2 separate regions of the Sus scrofa genome follow, and region 1 is linked to region 2. The links are chromatin contacts, called in public HiChIP or PLAC-seq maps. All regions are on one chromosome and are shown on one strand. The core of a region is the stretch at or near the end of the contact, and the rest is flanking DNA. Distances in the headings are between cores, read along the strand shown. Region 1 overlaps UNC13B (protein unc-13 homolog B). Region 2 overlaps UNC13B (protein unc-13 homolog B).

Region 1 (3,371 bases), core at 564-3,063, 86 kb before region 2:
TGATTCGAACCCTAGCCTGGGAACCTCCATATGCCTTGGGTGTGGCCCTAAAAAGCAAAAAAGAAAAAAGAAAGCTATCAGAAGTCCCAACAATATAATATTTAAAAAAAAAACCCACAGAGTTCCCATCATGGCTCAGTGGTTAACAAATCCGACTAGGAACCATGAGGGTGCGGGTTTGATCCCTGGCCTCGCTCAGCGGGTTGAGGATCCGGCGTTGCTGTGAGCTGTGGTGTAGGTTGCAGACGAAGCTCAAATCCTGCGTTGCTGTGGCTCTGGCGTAGGCTGGTGGCTACGGCTCCGATTAGACTCCTAGCCTGGGAATCTCCATATGCCGTGGGAGCGGTCCTAGAAAAGGCAAAAAGACAAAAAAAAAAAGAATACAGTCAAAATATCATAACAACTTTGTATAGTGACAGAAGGTAATTAGACTTATCGAGGTGATCATCTCAATGTATAAAAGTATCTAATCACTACGTTGTACACAAGAAACTAAGATTATTTATTAATTATAATTCAAAATATAAAATTAAAATTTTAACAATTAAAATAAAGTCTCAACACACTGTGCTAATGTCTTGAAGGAGCTGGCATTCCTGTTGTGGTGCAGCGGAAACTAATCCGCTTGCCTTGCTCAGTGGGTTAGGGATCCGGCGTTGCCAAATAGCAACATGACATTGCAAAAGGATAGAGAATAGGCTGGGTTCTATCCCTTCAAAAGTTATGGTGAGGGATTCTGGATCCCTTTTGTAAATATGGATTCACCTACTATATGCTCTTGAAAGGACGCTAATAGTAGTTGTGATTGTCACTAAGTTGACACTAAGTTCTCTAAGAGATAGATGCCTTGATAGGCAGGGCTTTTCAGCTTGATGGCTATTGTCATCTGGAGAGTAAGTAATATGCAAAACAAATTGCTGTAGAACAGACCCTATAGATCTGGTGCCAGCCACGCTTCCTTTTTATCTTGAGCTATGCAAGGTCATTAGGTCTGATGGTCAGAAGTGTCAGGTCCTGTCAAGTGAGTCACATGTGGTATAAAATGCAACAGTGATAGACAGTCCCATAGTTTGCTGTATATGGTCATGCCTTTACACAGTGAGTATTTGCTAATCACGTCCACTCCTTCCAGCATGGGATAAATCCAGAATGGAAGAAAAGCATTCCAGACCGGAAACAGATGGACAAAATTTCCTCTTCTACTAAAGCCCACCATCACCTGCCTAGGAGAACAAGTCCTGGTCCCCATCAAGAGGCAATCAGAATACCCCACAAGCATAAAGTTAATCTTATTTGTGGTAGGTAGTGAAATGAGATTAACAGCAGCACTGGCAGTACCTGCCCAGAGTTTGCGTATGGTTGGTTCTAGTGGAGGAAATACACCATCACCTCTAGGAACAGGCAGTAATCTAATCTTCCAGGTAAGGAATATCTGGTTACATATGTAAAATGGCCTATTTCTCTGCCTCTCCAAACAGGTAGAATACTAAAAATAAGTCACAGTATGACAGTGGACAGTTTTAGAGACCAACAGGATATTAGAGGAATATTTGAATGCAGTGCAGACTAGGGATACAGCATGTCAGACCTGATGGCTTAACAGTAGTGGGATGCACTAACACCTCATACTTCCTAAGGATCAACAGTATCAGCAGGATGGATCACCAGGAAACACAAGAAGAAGAAGCGGAAAGGAAGAAAGGGTAAGACATTTTATATAAACATGTCTTTTCTGGGTATGCTGGTAAAAGAAATCCTTGTGAAGTTAGTGATGTTCAAATAAGATTTCATAACTTGGTAACCAAGCAGTGTATTAGTGACAGTGCTTTTGAATGTTTGGTCACTGTTATTCATGCCTGTGACTCACACCCAACTGTTCTGAACTGATTCATTCTTTAAGAAAAATTTTAAACAATATGTTAAATTATGCCCTATCTTTCTAATTTAAAAGACTGATTCACACTCAGGAAATTTTGGTTTATGATCTGACATGTCACTATTTATAGGCAATATTTTAACAAAAGCAGTGAAACAACAAATCTTTCATAGACAATCAATGAGGTCTCTTTGAAACGTCAATGGTGGACTGCATCTCAATCAAAAATTCAAGCTTTGAGGTCATGTTACACATAAAAATAACAGATTCCAGAAGTTCTTTCAGCCATAGTAATTTATTAGGGGAGACCTTAGGGATGTCACCAATAGAGAAGAAAAAACTTTAAGAGATACTTAGAACTCTCAATCAAGGAATCACTAGTATTGCTGAAGTCAACTACTGCAACAACTAACCAACATTCAATTAAGTCTCAAAATCAAACTAAAAAAGTAAATCTACAATGACTTACTTATATATTGTCATACCTGGGATCATTTTTAATAAATATTTATTACTTTTTAAATTATAAAATAAATGCATTTGAAGAAAATTTAGAAAATATTTAAAAAGTACAAAGAAAAAAAAACTTACCCACAATTCTACCACTGAGAGCCACTATTAAAACTACTACCTGGGTTTTTTTTTTTTTCCTATGGTCATGAGTATATAATTTATTTTTTAGATAACTGGGATTGTACTGCTTCATCAGTTTAGGATCCTGCTTTTTAAAAACTTATTCACATAAAAATACTTAAAAATATTATTCCATTATAAGGAAATGTCACAATTACCCATTCATCCAGTAATTTTGTAATTTTTCTCCATTATAATTAAAGCCTATTTATAAATATTCCTTTGCATCTCAATAGGTTATCTTCCTTGAATACTTCCTAGAAGTGAAATTACTGAATCATAAAGGTTGTACTAATTTACACACCCTGGCAGAATATGTGAGTACTCATCTCATCAAATCCTTGCCAGATGCTGAATCACTTTTGATTTATTTCTCAACTGCAGCCAGTGATACTGTCACTGATAATACAGTGGGTGGGCAAAGCAGACGTATAAAAATTGAAAATAGCAGAAAGCTGTAGAACTTAGTAGTCATAAAATTATTCAGTGTGCCAACATGGTTCAGTGCTACACTCCTTGACAAGATATAGGTATAAATATTCTTATTGAACAATGAAGTTTAAATACCATCCCCCACTAAAAGGAGCCAAGACCAAAAAAAAAAAAAAAAAAAAAGAGAGAGAGAGAGACAACATGAGACTGGAACATCTTGTATCAGGATAGGAAGGAAGTGGTTTAAAAAAATATATATGGAATTGAACTTCCCGATGTGGTGCAGTTGGTTAAGGATCTGACTGCAACAGTTCAGGTCACTGTGGAGGTGCGGGTTCGATTCCCAACAGGGCACAGTGGGTTAAAGGATCTGGTATTGTTGCAGTTTCAGCTCAGATTCGATCCTTGGCCTTGGAACTTCCATATGCAT
Region 2 (3,813 bases), core at 1,162-3,661:
TGCAGACGCGGCTCGGATCCCGCGTTGCTGTGGCTCTGGCATAGGCTGGCAGCTACAGCTCCGATTAGACTCCTAGCCTGGGAACCTCCATATGCAGCCCAAGAAAAGACAAAAAAAAAAAAAGATTTTTCTTTTTGGTGATCTCTATTTCCTAATGATTTTTCCCTATTTTATATAATTACTTAAGAGAAAATATTTTATATACATACACCCTAGCACAAACTTTCTCTTGTCGTATTTTTATCCCATGTTTTATCACTAAGGGGTTCACTAGCACAAAAAAGAAGCCCTGATGACTCTTTTTCATTTGATGTCATAGGCCTCTCTCAAATGTTCAGTGGATAGTTGGCTTTTAGAGATTACATCTGACAATTAACAGCTCATTTTTTTTTTCCATTTATGGCCACTCCTGCAGTATATGGAAGTTCTTAGGCTAGGGGTTGAACAGGAGCTGCAGCTGGGGCCTACACCACAGCCACAGCAACACTGGATCCTTAATCTACTGAGCGAGGTCAGGGATCAAACTCACATCCTCACAGAGACTATGTCAGGTCTCTCCCATCGAGTGACAATGGGAACTCTTTAACAGCTCACTTTTACTGAAGATAAATAGAAAAATGAAACTTTCCTTTCTGCAGGTGAACACAAAATTCTACCTCATGATTATATTTTTATTTCGTTTCTCAGTAATCAGAGAAAGAATCACAACAAAGCAGGAAATACAAAAACTGGTTATCTAACTTTCCTCATCAGGAGCAGCTATACCTAAGTATTCTATACAGAAGGAAATAAGTTATTTTTCAATAGCCCTAAGAAAATGGACTCCACTGCTTTCCTGTGACAGTTAAAACCCCATCAAAAAAGTTTTCATTTATGTTCAATCTAAATCATCCCTGCTATGGAGTTCCCGTCGTGGTTCAGTGGTTAACAAATCCGACTAGGAACCATGAGATTGCAGGTTGGGTTCCTGGCCTTGCTCAGTGGGTTAAGGATCCAGCGTTGCCGTGAGCTCTGGTGTAGATCACAGATGTGGCTCGGATCCCGAGTTGCTGTGGCTCTGGTGTAGGCCGGCGACTATGGCTCTGATTCTACCCCTAGCCTGGGAACCTGTGTCTGCCGTGAGAGCAGCCCAAGAAATGGCAAAAAAGACAAATAAATAAATAAATTACCCCTGCTATAATTTAAGGGTTTCTATTTTCTCCCCCACTTAATCTAAACCACACATTGTCACCAGGATTATAGACACTTAAAGCAGTGCTTTCATCAAGTTAGGGAGATTCAAATTTAACAAACCTGTTTGGATGACACTGTCTCAGACACTCAGATACGTACATTATTTTTGTTTAATCTTCACAATAATCCTATTAGGCAAAATATTTAAATAGTTTTTAAGTGTCTTCCACAAGGTGCTTATTAGTTGCAGGAGAGTAGAGAAGAAGCAGGAGACAAATCAAACACTATTTAACTGAGTAATCAAAATTAACATCACTAGACAGAGACAGACATCATGTGCTTTCTGATGTGATACCCTGAGAAGGACACATCCCCAATTATGCAGTACTCCAATCCAAAATGGTTACCAACAGACAAACCCAAAATGAGAAACATTTCACTAAAAAAGGAAAGGGAGTTGTATTCTTTTTAAACATGCCAATATTTTTAAAGGCTATAAAATCTTTCATATTGAAGGAGGCTAAAGAGACATGACTTACTAGTTGTAATACTAAATCTTAGACTGGATCCTGTACTGGAAGCTATAATGGACATTTGACAATTGGGATAATTGATAAAATTGGAATAAAAATGACAGATAAAATAAAAGTATTAAATCACTGCTAAATTTACTAAGGGAAATAACTGCATTATGGTTATATCAGAGAAGATCTTTATTCTTAGAGAAATAAACCATGAAGTATTCAGGCAGTAGGGAGACACAATGTCTGTACTTGCCATCAAATGATTGTTCTCTGTAGTAGTTTCATTTTTGCAACTTTTCTGTAAGTCTGAAATTATTTCTGGATTAAAAGTTTGTTTTAAAAAACTGACGAGGGAATTCCCATTGTGGCTCAGCAGGTTAGAATCCAACTAGCATCCATGAGGATGCAGGTTTGATCCCTGGCCTCACTCAGTGATCCGGTGTTGCCCTTAGCTGCAGTGTAGGTGGCAGATGAGGCTGGGATCTGGCGTTGCTGTGGCTGTCGTGTAGGCCAGCAGATGTAGCTCCGATTCGACCCTAGCCTAGGAACCTCCATATGCCGCGGGTGCAGTCCTAAAAAGACAAAAAAAAAAAAAAAAGAGGAAGAGGAAGAGGAAGAGAGAAATGAAACCTCAAAGATTAAGAGACACATATAAGGAATTCCTGTTGTGGCTCAGAGGGTTAAAAACGCAACTAGTATCCATGAGGATGCAGGTTCAGTCCCCGGCCTCACCCAGTGGGTTAAGAATCCAGAACTGCTGAGCTGCGGTGGCTACAGCTGTGACGTAGCTCCAATTTGACCTCTAGCCTGAAAATTTCCATGTGTCATAGAGTTGGCCCTAAAAAGACAAAAAAGAGAGAGAAACATCTAGAACCTATCAACCTTTCTCGAAAAACTGAAAACAGAACTACTATACAATCTAGTAATTCCATTCCCAGGTATATATCCCCAAAAAACCCCAAAAACACTAATTCGAAAAGATGTATGCACCACTATGCTCACAGCAGCACTATTTACAATTGGCAAGACATGGAAACAACCTAAATGTCCATTGACAGATGAATGGATAAAGAAGCTGTGGTGTGTGGATGGATAGATATGATAGATAATGGAATACTACTCAACCATAAAAAAGAATGAAAATTTGCCATTTGCAGTAACTTGGATGGACTTGGAGGACATTATTTTAAGTAAAATAAGACAAAGATAAATACGATATAATATCATTTATATCTGGAACCTAACAAATATAACAAACTAGTGAATATAACATAAAAAAGGCTGAGATATGGAGAACAAACTACAATTTGTACTAATTTGGTGGGAGAGGGGGCCAAAAGAGGGTTGGGGATTGGGAGATACAAACCACTGGGTGTAAAATAGGCTCAAGGATTACTGTACAACATAGGAAATACAGCTGATATTTTGTAATAACTGCAAATGGAAAGTAAACTTTAAAAACAGTATAAAGGAGTTTCCTGGTGGTTCAGCAGATAAGGATCCAGCATTGTCATTGCTGTGGCTCAGGTTGCTTCTGTGGCAGGGGTTCAATCTACACAGGCATGGCCAATAAATAAATTTTAAATAACTTTTTTAAAAAGACCTATCAACTGGAGTTCCCGTCGTGGCTCTGTGGTTAATGAATCCGACTAGGAACCATGAGGTTGCGGGTTCGATCCCTGGCCTTGCTCAGTGGGTTAAGGATCTGGCGTTGCGGTGAGCTGCAGAGTAGGTTGCAGACACAGCTCGGATCCCGTGTTGCTGTGGCTCTGGCGTAGGCCAGCGGCTATGGCTCCGATTCGACCCCTAGCCTGGGAACCTCCATATGCCTTGGGAGCGGCCCAAGAAATGACAAAAAGACCAAAAAAAGCTAAAAAAATTTTAAAAAAATAAAATGACCTATCAACTAATAGCAGGCGCTTACAGTGGTCCTGATTCAAACATTCAAATGTAAAAAAGAAAAAAAATGTAAAATTTATGAACCAACTGGAAATTCAAACACAATGGAATTAAGGAATTTTCTAAAATGTGATATTGGTTTTGCAGGGAGTGGGGTTAATCTTTATCTTTTGGAGATACATACTGAAATATTTACAGATGAAATGTAGTATACAGG

What was found. HiChIP or PLAC-seq counts read pairs in DNA pulled down with a chosen protein or histone mark.
Region 1: a contact with region 2 is called in an H3K27ac HiChIP or PLAC-seq map of alveolar macrophages. The contact joins two enhancer-like sites. A contact is called at or near these places in 7 of 47 Hi-C or Micro-C datasets (alveolar macrophages, embryonic fibroblasts, fetal skeletal muscle and 3 more) and 1 of 2 datasets of contacts at active chromatin or transcription factors (alveolar macrophages).

What each region holds. Positions count from the first base shown.
Region 1 is chr1:236,011,498-236,014,868 of Sscrofa11.1, reverse strand. The region is part of intron 7 of UNC13B (protein unc-13 homolog B); the gene reads right to left. Among named protein-coding and RNA genes, the nearest start is that of UNC13B, 94 kb to the right of the region's middle. Within about 2 kb of position 1,813, at least 4 of the 83 cell types and tissues checked have an H3K27ac peak or open chromatin away from gene starts, as enhancers often do. A contact at or near this core is called in alveolar macrophages, where this site is marked.
Region 2 is chr1:235,926,154-235,929,966 of Sscrofa11.1, reverse strand. All of the region lies in intron 1 of UNC13B (protein unc-13 homolog B), which reads right to left. Among named protein-coding and RNA genes, the nearest start is that of UNC13B, 9.3 kb to the right of the region's middle. Within about 2 kb of position 2,411, at least 1 of the 83 cell types and tissues checked has an H3K27ac peak or open chromatin away from gene starts, as enhancers often do. A contact at or near this core is called in alveolar macrophages, where this site is marked.